Regions from separate parts of the Pan troglodytes genome. Here region 1 is linked to region 2. A link is a contact called in public HiChIP or PLAC-seq data. All regions are on one chromosome and are shown on one strand. Each heading gives the region's core, a stretch centred on a gene start, on an enhancer-like site or on the middle of the called end of the contact. The rest is flanking DNA. Distances are from core to core; before and after follow the strand shown. Region 1 holds the start of NT5C3A (5'-nucleotidase, cytosolic IIIA). Region 2 holds the start of LOC129135472 (protein C-mannosyl-transferase DPY19L1-like).

Region 1 (7,309 bases), core at 1,092-3,591, 290 kb after region 2:
ATACACAACCCACTAGCAACTTCCTCATGTCTCTCAATTAAAAACTCTTGCAAGACAATGCATCATTTTGACCAAGTCCCAGAAGTTATTGGTTTTCTTAGCCAGTTAGATAGGCCCAACTTGGTTAGGTAGTTAACTCCGTTAGCTGTGACCAATATGAGCTATGTCTGTTGGACATCATGGGTTTGCAGAGATTTTTCTGAGGGAGGAGGGCAGAGGATGGGCAGAGCAGACCTACATTATTACAGAAAGATGGAACTAGGATTCCAACCCAGGTCTTCTGACCCCCAGTCAAATACTTCTTCCACTTGAAGAAGCAACCTATTAAAATTTAAAAAGTTAATATGAAGCTCTTTTCACTTTTTCCATTGAAAAGCTACTAGCAGGCTACACATATATTACAATCTGAATTAATATACTACGCATACATGTAAATATTGACTGATTTCTTTAGTACCAATAAGTTGGTATTCTAGATAGGTCTTCATTATTTGTCACAAAGATAGCAAACTGTTCCTATGATGGTATCATTGAAGGATTTTGTGAACACGCTGATTTTTAACCTTACTTGGCTTAGATAAGTGGTATACAGACCAATCCACAGTTTAAGCACAGGCAGGGAGATATGGCAACTCGGTTTTTTCCCCTACATAGGCATTATTAACCTTGGGTTGTGGGCAAAAGAAAGCCAAGTTTTCTAAGCAGGAAAGCAACAAAAGCAAAATGAAACTTCTGAGATAAAACCATTTGCTGCTGTGGGCATACAGATGTGGGACAAATGAATTTTAATAAGCCTTTAGAATTATTAAGACCCTTTAAGAATAAATTAATTCAAAATTAGGGAATATTATTGGAATATGAGACAAGTGGGAATTAATTTTTTTTTTTAAGAGACAGGGTCTCGCTATGTTTCCCAGGCTGGAGTGCAGTAGCTATCCACAGGTGTGATTATAACCTTGAACTCCCAGACTCCAGTGATCCTCCTCTCAGCCTCCCAAATAGCTGGGACACTGGCTAATTTTAATTATGCAAATACGTCTGTATTCAACCTGGGGTCAATACAACCAATAGGACAAATCGTGTCTTTCGTCAGTTGGAACATATCGCAGGTGCTGAGAAATTCCAAGTATTACACCCTAAAATGATATTATTTAATGTAGATTTTAAATTTTTTTCTATCATAAATCATCTGACCCTAGATATTCACATGTATAGCACACGGTCAGGCGTATACCCAGGATTATGCATTTCAGGAAATACATAAGCGTGCAAGTTTGTGCAAGAATTGTCTTCCTGAGTGGGTTCTAATTAAAATACAAAACGAAACTAAATATCCTCATTTTTGAAACAATTACTTATAATGTATCTCAAAGGGAATTCTTGAGACACCCTCTTCAATAAAAAATTAAATTCGAAAATGTATACAAGAGCTTTGGGAGTTAAGATGAAAACAAAGATATTTCGTGGGAGTTTTGAGACAAGAAGGAATACATTCAAATACAAAATAAACTATCCTGAATTTCTCCTGGATTGCCATTCTTGTAAAATTTTAGATATTGCACATTTTCATAATCTAACTCATGGCAGCCCCAACATAAAACTAGTCCTCTGCGGGAATTGCAACTAGATTAGCGGCAACGGTTTGACGCGGATCCGGGGGGAGGGCGGGAGCAAGGCAGGGAGAGAAGGAGCGACCTGCCCAGGACATGCAGCTTATCTCTAGAGAAACGGGTTTTGCAGCACAAAGTAGCCTGTGTCCGATTCATCTATTTTCTGCCTTGCTCCTTCAAACGGAAACCTAACAAAGACCACGGGCAGCCAAGGGCCGCAGCCGGGGACCAAACCCTGGTCACCAAGCCCGCGGAGTGGCCGCACGCGGGGCGGCCGGGTCCCCCAAGCTGCGCGTCCCGAGCTAGCGAGATCCCAGCCTGACAGGCGACGCCGGCAGCTCCCAGTCGCGACCGAGCAGCGGCCCAGCACAGGCTGCCGAGGCCAGCAGACGGCCCAGCCGGCCCCTCGCGTGCTCTGGGCGCGCCGAGCCTCCACACTCACCATCTCGATGATCTTGGTCTTCCGCCCCGTCTTCCTCTTCAAGGTGAATATGTACTGAGCCAGCACCACCCCCGCCACCAGGGCGCACACGCTGGCGCTCGCTACCGCGCCCACCCTCGCCACGGCCGCGCGGTCCATGGACGGGGCCCTCATGCGCGTCCAGGCAGGAAAAAAACAGGCAGCTCGCGTAGACAGCGAGTCTCGGAAGCGCGGGATCCCAGAGCATCACGGACGAGCCCGCGACGCCCCGCCCCGCGCAGCTCCGCCCCCACGAAGCCCCACCCACACGCCATCGATGGAAGAGGCGAGGACGCGGCGGGAGGGGCGTGGCCTGTGCCCGGAGCCCAGGCTGGAGGCGGCCTTCAGCGGACTCAGGGTCTCACGAGCTGCTGTCAGGGCAGGGCAGAGTATTGCGGTAATTATCCTTCTCTGCTAATGAGGATTAGGCCGTGGTTCGCTCGAGCCCCGCCCCAGTAGAAATCTAATTCCAACTGCGGCCCGCTAAGAAGTCGGTCTCCGCCTTCGCGCCTCAGCCCCTCTGGACTCCGGCCCCCAGAAGGCGGCGCGGCACGGTGTGACCTGCGCAGTGGCGTCCGTTCTAAGTGCTATAACAACGCGGGGAAGATGGCTCAGAGTTAGGCGGGAGAGGGGCCGTGTCCCTTCCGCCGCAGCCGCGGGGTTTCTGCTGCATCCCATTCGCCGCCTCCGCCATCCTTTTTTCTGTGTGAGCCGAAGGGCTTGCAGTTGTTCTCTCCTGCCTAGTGTCTTCCAAGGGATAGATGCCATTTCTTCTGCTGGTCTCTGGGGGTGAGGAGGGGCGCAGGGGAGCTTCTTGGGGGAATCGCTCCAACTCTGTGGAGCTGGTGGTGCTGCCTGGTGGGGCTCTCTCTGCCCAGGACGTGGAACAACTTTCACCCGGAGGACTAGAGGAAATAGTTGTAGGGGAGGAAAAATTGTTTCCTTCTAGCCTTTTAGGTTATTTGGCTGGTCTACAAATTAAATTGATGTAAGACAGAGGAACATGAGAAAAACGATTTGTCGACCGAAAGGTGAAATAACAGGCACTAAAACTTAAAGAAATCATGGTTAGTTTTATTACTCGGCCAAGTTTGAGGACTTAAGCCTGGGAACACAGACTCAGTATAGACCGAGAACGTGTCCCAAAGTAAGTTAGCTGGGAGTATAACCTGAAGAAGACTGAGTTTTAATACCCAGAATATTTGAGTATCAATATCTAGATTACTGTGTCATTTTGTCGCCAATTTTTTATGAATCCAGTTTTGCACCAAATACCAATATGACTTAAATGTTGTCTGATTGTGAGGCCTAAGATGGTCACAGTCTCATTTATCTTTCTTCCTCAACAAAAACATTTTCCATATATTACATATTATTTTGAATGGGTAGAGACTAAAGCCACGTTTCTATAATTTCAGGATTTTAAACATTTTGTAGACAATAACATTCGTCTTGAAGCTGTGGACAATCTAAAACAGAAATGGAGTTCCAAATTTTGTTTTTGTAATATGGCCCGTCAACTGCGCATGGGAAGAATGTGGGTACTCTGAAATATGATTTCTATTTTAACTAGTTATACTATATCATAGGTCTGATTATCATATATATGAGATGTTAAAGCTGTAGGAGTATAGTCAATTAGACTACAAACCCTGGTAGTAAATTTCCAGGAGGAAAGGGGTCCATATGTTTTTTATAAGTGTAAACCTTGTGTTTCTGAATCTAAGAGGGTTGGCCATGTTTGGAGACTATTTCAGCTTCTCTGTGAATTAACATATTAATTATTCTTGTTGAAAGACATGGAAGATCTTGATATGGTTTGACCCTGTATCCTCACCCACATCTCATTTTGAATTATACTCCCATAATTCATATGTGTTGTGGGAGGGACCTGGTGGGAGATAATTGAATCATTGGGGTGTTTTCTTCCATACTGTTTTCGTGGTAGTGACCTAAGTATTAGGAGATCTGATGGTTTTATCAGGGTTTCCGCTTTTGCGTCTTCCTCATTCTCTCTTTGTCTGCTCCCATCCATGTAAGATGGGACTTGCTCCCTGCCTTCCACTATGATTGTGAGGCTTCCCCAGCCACGTGGAACTGGAAGTCCAATTAAACCTCTTTCTTTTGTAAATTGCCCAGTGTGGGGTATGTCTTTATCAGCAGCCAGAAAACAGACTAATGCAGATCTCTACACGGAGAACTACAAAATACTGATGAAAGAAATCAGGCCAGGTGAGGTGGCTGGTGCCTGTAATCTCAGCACTTTGGAAGCCCAAGGTTGGGGGATTGCTTGAGGCCACAAGTTTGAGACCAGTCTCGGCAACATAGCGAGACCCTGTCTCTACAATCCCTGCAAAACCAAAGAAATTAGCTGGGCATGGTGCTGCATTTCACTCTCGTCCATGTGAAGAGACCACCAAACAGGCTTTGTGTGAGCAACAAGGCTGTTTATTTCACCTGGGTGCAGGCGGGATGAGTCCAAAAGAGAGTCAGTGAAGGGAGATAGGGGTGGGGCCGTTTTGTAATATTTGGGTAGGTAAAGGAAAATGTGTTACAGTCAAAGGGGGGTTGTTCTCTGGCAGGCAGGGGTGGGGGTCGCAAGGTGCTCAGTGGGGGAGCTTTTGAGCCAGGATGAGCCAGGAGAAGGAATTTCACAAGGTAATGTCATCAGTTAAGGCAGGGACCCACCATTTTTCACTTCTTTTGTGGTGGAATGTCATCAGTTAAGGCAGGAACAGGCCATTTTCACTTCTTTTGTGATTCTTCACTTGTTTCAGGCCATCTGGGCATATAACTTGCAGGTCACAGGGTATATGATGGCTTAGCTTGGGCTCAGAGGCCTGACACTGCATGCCTGTAGTCCCAACTACTCAGGAGGCTGAGGTGGGAGGATTGCTGGAGCCTAGCAGTTGGAGGCTGCAGTGAGCTATGATTATGGACTCCAGCCTTGGTGAAAAGGTCAGGAGGTCGAGAACATCCTGGCTAACACGATGAAACCCCGTCACTAGTAAAAATACAAAAAATTAGCTGGGCATGGTGGCGGGCGCCTGTAGTCCCAGTTACTCGGGAGGCTGAGGCAGGAGAATGGCATGAACCCAGGAGGTGGAGCTTTCAGTGAGCCGAGATCATACCACTGCACTCCAGCCTGGGCAACAGAGCAAGACTGTGTCTCAAAAAAAAAAAAAAAGTGAGACCCTGTCTCAAGAAAAAGGAAAAGAATGGAAGAAAGGGAAGGAAAGAAAAAAAGAAAGAATAGATGACACAAACAAATGGAAAAACACCTCATGCTCCAGGATTAGAAGAATTAATGTCATCAAAATGACCATACTGCCCAAAGCAATTCAAATTCAACAATACAGATTCAGCAAATACAGATTCAGGAATACATATTCAGCAAATACAGATTCAACACAATACCTGGCAAACTACCAATGTCATTCTTCATGGAATTAGAAAAAACAATCCTAAAATTCATGTGGAACCATAAAAGGGCCCAAATAGACAAAGCAATCCTAAACAAAAGGAGTAAAGCTGGAGGTATCACATTTTGACTTAAAATTATACTACAAAGCCATAGTAAACAAAACAGCATGGTACTGGTATAAAAATAGACATGACACATAGATCAATGGAACAAAATAGAGAAACTAGAAATAAATGCCCCATATTTGCAGCAAACTGATATTTGACAAAATATACACTGGCGAAAGGACACCCTATTCAATAAATTGTGCCGGGATAATTTTAGAGCCATATGCAGAAGAATGAACCTGGACCCCCATCTCTCACCGTATACAAAAATTAACCAAGATGGATTTAAGACTTAAATGTAAGACCTGAAACTATAAAAATCCTGGAAGAAACCCTGGGAAAAACTCTTCCAGACATTGGCCTAGGCGAAGAACTTATGACTAAGTCCTCAAAAGGAAACAACAAAAATGAAAAACAAAAGTTGACAAATGGGACTTCATTAAGCTAAAAAGCTTCTGCAGTGCAAAACAAATAATCAACAGACTAAACATACAGCCTATAGAATGGGAGAAAATATTTGCAAAGAATGCATGTAACAAAGGGTGACTATTCAAAATCTATAAGAAACTCAAACTACTCAACAAGAAAAACCATTAAAAAGTGACCATACTGCCCTTGACTTGAAGGACAACATTTTTCAAAAGAAGACATACAAATGGCCCACAAGCATATGAAAAAATGCTCTACAACACTGGTCATCAGAGAAATGCAAATCAAAACCACAATATGATATCATTTCACACCAGTCAGAATGGCTTTTAAAGTCAAAACACAACAGATGCTGGTGAGGCCATGGGCAAAGGAGAATGCTTAAACACTATTGGTGGGAATGTAAATTAATTCAGCCACTGTGGAAAGCAGTTTGGACATGTCTCAAATAACAGAAAACAGAACTACAAGTTAACCCAGCAATCTAATTACTGGGTATATATTCAAAAGAAAATAAATTATTCTGCCAAAAAGACACATGCATCACAGCACTATTCACAAGAGCAAAGACATCGAATCAACCTACATGTCCATCAACAACGGATTGGATAAGGAAAATGTGGTACATGGACATGAGTCAATACTACACAGCCATAAAAAAAGAACAAAATCATGTCATATGCAGCAACATTAATGCAGCTGGAGGCCATTATCCTAAGCAAATTAATGCAGGAACAGGAAACCAAGTGCTGCATGTTCTCACTTATAAATGGGAGCTAAACATTGAGTACTCATGGACATAAAGATATATATATTATATATTTTTATATAATATAAATTATAATATATAAAATATATAATTTATATATTATATAAGTATATATAAAATATATATTTTATATATAAAATTATATTTGTATATATAATATACAATATCTTTTCAGGCAGCTGCCTAGCCTTTATTTTATATATTTTATATGTTATATAGTATATATTATATATAATATAATATATAATATATAAATATGTGTTTTATATATTTATAATATATATGTAATATATATGTTTATATATAATTTATAAGTATATAAAACACTATTATATATAAATATATATATTTATATATATAGATGGAACTGCAGACCATTTTCTTTAGTGAAATAACTCAGAAACAAAATTAATTTTTTTTCTCACTTACAAGTGGGAGTCAAACAATGGGTACACATAAACATACAGAGTGGAATAATAGACATTGGAGACTCCAAGTGGTGCAAGGGTA
Region 2 (7,292 bases), core at 2,112-4,611:
TTTCGTTCCTCCCGTCTTAGGAATATTAGCAGCTTTCTGCAGTTAGACTTTCTATGTTACTCCTCCTTCCTGCTCTTTCAGTCCTCCAATAGCCATGGGATCAGTTCCTTGCATTGAGTCTCTCTATCTGAAATACCTAGTGTGGTTTCTCTTTCTTTGCCTGGATGGACCCTAACTCATACAGCTTCTCTGTAGATACTTTTGGGAACATCAGTGGACAAGTTAAAATTCATCCCCAGGGAGCTCTGATGTGGGTCAGAAAATTTGCTAATTAAATTTCTACAAGACTGCAAATCCATTCCTTATTGCATTTCTCTTCCCGAAGTATGCTCTTCCGCATTGCCCAATATAATTGGGGTGACCATACATACCAATGCACCCAAGACAGTCCAGGTTTTTGCCTGTTATCCCAGCAAAATTATTAATATAGCCTCCTTTCTCTCTCGAAACTATGTAGTTTGAGTGATAAATTATATGGTCACTCTAAATATAGACCATCATATGTTCTACAGTGAAATTCAATGACAATATTAAGATACTCCAGCAAGAAGGCATCACGCTACCTGACTTCAAGCTATACTACAAGGCTACAGTAACCAAAACAGCACGGTACTGTGTACCAAAACAGCATGGTACTGTGTACCAAAACAGATATATAGACCTATGGAACAGAACAGAGCCTTCAGAAATAATGCTACACACCTACAAACACCTGACCTTTGACAAACCTGAGAAAAACAACCCATGGGAAAAGGATTTCCTATTTCATGTATTGTGTTGGGGAAACAGGCTAGCCATATGCAGAAAACTGAAAGTGGACCCGTTCCTTACACCTTATACAAAAATTAACTCAAGATGGATTAAAGACTTCAATGTAAGACCTAAAACCATAAAAACCCTAGAAGAAAACCTAGGCAATACCATTAGGACATAGGCATGGGCAAAGACTTCATGACTAAAACACCAAAAGCAATTGCAACAGAAGCAAAAATTGACAAATGGGATCTAATTAAACTAAAGAGCTTCTGCACAGCAAAAGAAACTAACATCAGAGTGAGCAGGCAACCTACAGAATGGGAGAAAATTTTTGCAATCTATCCATCTGACAAAGGGCTAATATCAAGAATCTACAAAGAACCTAAATTTTACAAGAATAAAACAAACAAACCCATCAAAAAGTGGGTGAAGGATATGAACAGACACTTCTCAAAAGAAGACATTTATGCAGCCAACAAACGTATGAAAAAAGGTCATCATCAATGGTCATTAGAGAAAGGCAAATCAAAACCACAATGAGGTACCATCTCATGCCAGTTAGAATGGCAATCATTAAAAAGCCAGGAAACAACAGATGCTGGAGAGGATGTAGAGAAATCGGAATGCTTTTACACTTTGGTGGGAGTGTAAATTAGTTCAACCGTTGTGGAAGACAGTGTGGCAATTTCTCAAGGATCTAGAACCAGTAATACCATTTGACCCAGCAATCCCATTACTGGGTATATACCCAAAGGATTATAAATCATTCTACTATAAAGACACATGCACACATTTGTTTATTGCAGCACTGTTCACAATAGCAAAGACTTGGAACCAACCCAAATGCCCATCAATGATAGACTGGATAAAGAAAATGTGGCACATATGGAAATGTGCACACCATGGAACACTATGCAACCACAAAAAAAGGATGAGTTCATGTCCTTTGCAGAGACATGGATGAAGCTGGAAAACATCATTCTCAGCAAACTAACACAGGAACAGAAAACCAAACACTGCATGTCCTCACTCCTAAGTGTCAGTTGAACAATGAGAACACATGGTCACAGGGAAGGGAACATCACACACTGGGGTCTGTCAGTGGGTGGAGGGCTAGGGGAGGGATAGCGTTAGGAGAAATACCTAATGTAGATGACGGGTTGATGGGTGCAGCAAACCACCATGGCACGTGTATACCTATGTAACAAACCTGCACGTTCTGCACATGTATCCCAGAACTTAAAGTATAATAATAATAAAAAAGACAAAAACAGATATTCTGGCAATAAAATACCAATTACAAGATATTCCAAATTTGAATATAAACTCCTTCTCATCATGAATTTTCTGAAATTAAAATTAAAAGATTAAGTTCAATGATTAATGTACAAAGATATTAAACCCCAAAGGAGTTAAAGTCCAAAATCATATTCTCTTCACCTTGTAATTAAAAGTTTAAAGAAAATTAATGTCCAAAATATATCCCAATTTCTTATTCAACCTCTTTGTTATATTTCTCAATGTTCCTAGGCTATACGCAAAATGTTGGAGTTGAGATGTCCAAATATAACTTCTTTTTTCCTCATGAGCATCTTGAACAAATTATAAAATAAAACAAAGAGAACAGAGAAGAGACTAAAACAACACCCTTATTACTAACAAATGTGGCTTGTGCCTACAGGCAAGAAAGCCTGCTAACAATGAACTCTAGAACTGGTCTTCCCCACTGTGGCATAAACAGCTACTGTTCACCCATGTGTGTGTTTGTCCCCTCTTCCGGGCACAACTACACTATATCTTTCTCAGCCTCCTTTCTGGTTAACTCTGTTCATGTGATTGAATTTTGGCCAATGGAATGTGGAAAAAATTCTGTGCACCCTCCTAACATGGTCGATAAGAATTTCCCAAATGTGTTTCATGCTTTCACATTTGCAGCCTTCATTTGCAAGCTGAATAAAGAGGACTCTCAGGGCTTAAAAGAGGGCAAAGCCACCAGATGGAAGAACACTAGGTCTCAGCATTACTGCATGGAATAGAGCCTGTTTCTTTACCATCAGTCCTCATTGAACACTGACATAAGTGAGAAACAAACATTTATTTTTGTTCTGCTACGGAATGTTTGGAAGTTGTTTGTTTCACTGGCTAGCCTATCCTGCCTGAAACACCCAGAAAATCCCTGGAAGCCCTGATGCAGGACAGGTTTTCCTGTGGCAGGAAGTGAACTGCTCAGGTGATCCAGAGACGCAGAAGAAACTTCTGACCCTATGAACAGCTCCCCCCACGAAAAAGAGGGTAAGGCTGAGCTAAGCATGCTCAGTAGAATCTTTCCACATTCAATCCAAGCAGCTTAAGCCCCTCTTTCTTCCCTGGTAGGAGTGAGGGAGCTTCTTTCCAGAGGCTAAAATAATCACACCGCCACATGGAAGGAAACAGCTCCCCACCAAAATGTGTTTTCTTTTTGTGCAGCTCTTTCTTGATGTCTAGAAATCTTTCCCTTTGTTCCCCATCCAGATTCTATATACTGTTTCTCAAGACACAACCCCTCTTAGCATCCTTAGCAGGTATGAGACAGAGAGGCACTACATTTCTCTCTTCTGACTAGCCCATGAATGCCAGTCATACGGTCCTCTTTGGGCCTTTGGGCAAGCTTCGGTGAGAGTTAAAGGAGAAACAGCCCTTCCTGACCTCTCTCCCCACCTGCTCCAGATTCCAGAGTCCATGAAGGGTCATTCTCAGCAGACATAATAAGGATCCTGGATGCATTCTTCTTTTAAACAATGAGGTCATTTCCTCACAAATCACCAGGCTCTTCCTAAGGGAAGTTTGCACCCACAGCAATGCCCGGAGTCCTCCTGCCTTACAGACCCACGTTCCTTCTCTGCCTTTATTTGAAAAGGAGAGAGAAAAGCTCCAATCTTCATCATAACAAAACTAATGCTGGGATGAATCCACTTCAATGTGCTTGCCATGCTCGTAGTCCCTACTGAGGGACAATACCCTGCATAGTCCTGGATACTTGGGCCAACATTTGGTCCCACATGGCCTCCAGCTCCCAACCAAAACAGATGAGGCAGAGGTGGAAGCCCATGGATTGGTCAGCACACTATGGCTGAGAGATAAGCCAGTTAATGGAAATTGAAACCCAAAGTTCATGATGTAGAATTCAAATGAGATAAGTCACAATGAACCATCTCAAAACCATAAGACAGCAGGACCCATGAGTAAACGGAGGAAGTGACCTCATGGAGAAAGGACAATGGCACAGTTATAGAGAGACATGCAAATGATGAGAGGACAGCGGAGGGACAGGAGGCAGAGCGCACAGCCTGGAGGAAACTATTCACAGAGATATCTTGGAATCTGTCCGTTGTTCAGTGCTTTCTTTCCATGTCTATGTTTATAATAAGCCCCTTTTTCCTTGACCTGACTTGGGTGTTCAAGGTCACTGTGCCTTGCCTGATTGAAACAACTCATTTCCACAATTGCATTAGACTGTGATAAGTGATCCAGAAAACCATGATCATATCGGCTTCTCCTCTTCCTACTTAAAATAGCAGATGCCTTGGGCTACACACTTTGGGAAAAGGGTATGAATAAGCACTAGATAGTTTTGCAAGATTTGCACTTTAGGGAGAAAGGAGAGTAAGCTAGGTGAATTATTGGGATATTCTTTAGGTTACTATGAGGTTTGGAGGTTACAGTTAGAAAAAAAAGTTTCCTGCAGCAAAACCCATGCCAAATTGAAAAATTCTCTAGACCACATGGGAGGTCTTCAAGGAAATCATGGTTCTGGTTAAAAATAATAATAATAAAAGATAAAAGATTTTGACTTCTCTTCTTCTGGGGATGGGAGAACTAAAGCCAGGCCTCAGTGTCATCTTTCCACCCAGGAGCAAGACTGAGCCCTTCCACTGTGGGACATTGAGGCCTGAATAAGACCCTTCCAAGCAAAGGTGAAAGAGGCTCTGAGCACAAGTACCCATAAACACGAGCTACTGTAACACAGGAACCCAGAACCCTCATCATCAAAGCCAATGGATGTCTCTAAGAAAGGGAGTGATTGTCCTGACAGAATTTTAAGAGCCAAAAGGCTTTGTGGACTCAACCTCCAAAACAGAGCAGATGGGAGGAGGGATGGTGAGAAGGCTTATTCCCAAGCCAAGCCCTGGAGAGGATGGCAAAGTGGCAGGTGGAAAGCGTGGTGGATGTGGAGTCCCATGTGAGACAGGATATCCCGGCTGATGCCTCACAAATCCTCGCACTTGCTGCCTCTCATTGCGCCTCCTGTTTCTATCTTCAGTAAAGGCTTGAGGCTATTTGGAGCCCAGAAGCCAGCAGCTGAAGGGAACAGGCAATTGGCCAGGCCAGCTCCTCAGCCCAAGGAAGGCAGGCCTGGGGCAATGCCCACTGGCCAGTAACATCAGAGGGCCCACTGGAAACACATCCAAGTCCCCGTGACTCACAACTGTCATAGCTGCGAAGCAGTGTCATCTTTCTTCCTGAAGATTTCCTGTATCACCCCAGGAGCAAAAGGGATGATTGATTTTTGCTCTGGAAATAAGTAATGGGTCACTGGGGAGACGAATAGAACTATAGCTTCCTTAAGAAGCAATCTCTCTTAAGAAATTATAAAGCAAGTGGCTCCCCTGCTCAGTGGTGTCTGTGGCATTGTACTCCCAGTCTTTCAGGATAAGTCTAAAATAGTTTGGCACTCAATTCCAAGCTCACCTATGGAAAAGGAGGAACTCCGAAATCTGTAGAATAAATAAAGTAATGAGGTATGTCTACCGTAAATGGAGAAAATCCAGCCAGTATTATTGAAAACTTTCAGTCTTTAAAATTTATAACAATGGAAAGCTATACTATACTGAAGTATCTGAGTCTCCCCAAAAACAATGACGTTAGGGAGGAAATCAAATGAGAGGAATCTAAGATTGATAGTTCAACTAGCCAAATCGCCAAATAATCTGCAGTCACAGAGGGATAGTGGACTGTTATTAAATAAACCCCTGGTGAATTTTCTTTATTAAAGAGCAAGAAGTCAGCAGGTTTCAAAGCCCCGGGAATGTAGGGATGTAGACCCTTTCAGCGATAGCCAAAAGTGAGAGTTAGGAAGGGTATAAAACCTCTGCTCCCCCTTCACGAGAAAGCCAGCCCTGGAGAGGGAAGGACCAGGCGGCAGCCCCACTCTGCACCACACAGCCCTCTGTTACTCCTGCCTGGCCTATTAGTCTCTCCCTTAGCCTGACCTAAGTAACTCTAACCCAAGTAAGGAGAAAATCAAAGTTGGGAATTTCAACATTCCTGACCAAGAAAGTTCGAGGGTCAATCTGCAAAAAGTAAGCCCCAAAATCAAGGAAAGGGAATGAGATCTGGACACAGAGCTGCACTCAACATCTAGCATGACTCTCAGCAGGATGCACCACTGGGCACAGCAGTGTCAACGCTTGTCCAGGAGACATGGCAGGGTGAGCTTGCTCTCGGCAGAAGAGAGAAACCTCGCACTAAGGGAAGAAGGAGCTGGGTGCATGAGATTGGCCCAGTAAGACAAACCTTCTCATCAAAATAAAGGGGGCAGCTCTCACAGTATTGTGGTCTTGGTCACTTGTGTTTGTCCCCTGAGTCAGTTTCCATGGACTCCCATTTAAACCCTGGAGTCAGGCAGGCAGGGTCACTAGAAGTCTGTGAGGCATTAGGACTACTCTGTCCCCCTCTGACAAAATATAACACAGATGGAGAAAGAGGTGCTGATGACCCTTAAATCTCCAAAGGCCTGAATGGGGGTGGCCCGGGGCAACAAACTGCCTACTTGCAACAAGCCCACTTGCAGAAGACAGGACTTCGGCGGGAGAGGAGACCAACCACTCCTGAGGACCTGCCCCTTGCTGCCTCTCATTGCACCTACTGTTTCTATCATTGATAAAGGAAAGATGTTGCATGCACCACTCTATTTCGCATTTAAGGTCAAGGTTCTGGGGAAATGAGTCCCACAACACTGGCAGGAAGAACGTCTACTCCACGACAGGGCTGCCACAGTATGGTAGCAGACAGGACTTTTCATCAATGACAGCCTCTGGAAACCATGGGGAGAAAGTGTCCTGCATAACCAAGCGGAGGCAAAAACCAGGGAAGCATGGATTAGACAATGAAACAATTCAAGTGAAACAATAAAACAATTCAAGGTGGGGGGACATAAAGGCCCAGTCATTCATAGTACTGCAAAGTGATTAATCTAAAATGCAAATTTGATGACATCAGATCCTGTTTAAAATCTCTGCCTTTTCTCCATTCCCACAGATCCTCTCCTATCAGACATAATGAACTACTGCTAGGATTATTGCAGTAGTCTTCTGACTGTCAACAGTCTCACCTCACTGCACTCCCCCACTTCCCCACTGCTTTCACAACAATCCGTGTAAATCTCCAAACTCTTCAGGGCCCTCCTTATCTCTAGCAATGTTCCCGGACTTCCTATACCCTTGGGGCAAAAGTCTACACACATTATAGGCCTTATAACAGCCTCCATCCATTCATTT

What was found. HiChIP or PLAC-seq counts read pairs in DNA pulled down with a chosen protein or histone mark.
Region 1: an H3K4me3 HiChIP or PLAC-seq map of stem cell-derived excitatory neurons shows a contact between it and region 2, with 5 times the contacts expected there. The contact joins the promoter of NT5C3A here to the promoter of LOC129135472 in region 2. A contact is called at or near these places in 1 of 7 Hi-C or Micro-C datasets (stem cell-derived neural progenitor cells) and 1 of 1 datasets of contacts at active chromatin or transcription factors (stem cell-derived excitatory neurons).

The regions. Positions count from the first base shown.
Region 1 is chr6:38,824,273-38,831,581 of NHGRI_mPanTro3-v2.0_pri, forward strand. NT5C3A (5'-nucleotidase, cytosolic IIIA) reads right to left here and starts at 2,342. Exons shown (of 9, transcript XM_001167622.8): 1 at 2,053-2,342. The coding sequence starts at 2,205.
Region 2 is chr6:38,536,808-38,544,099 of NHGRI_mPanTro3-v2.0_pri, forward strand. It overlaps LOC129135472 (protein C-mannosyl-transferase DPY19L1-like), which reads left to right and starts at 3,362. Exons shown (of 9, transcript XM_063815917.1): 1 at 3,362-3,408; 2 at 5,789-5,857. The coding sequence starts at 3,362.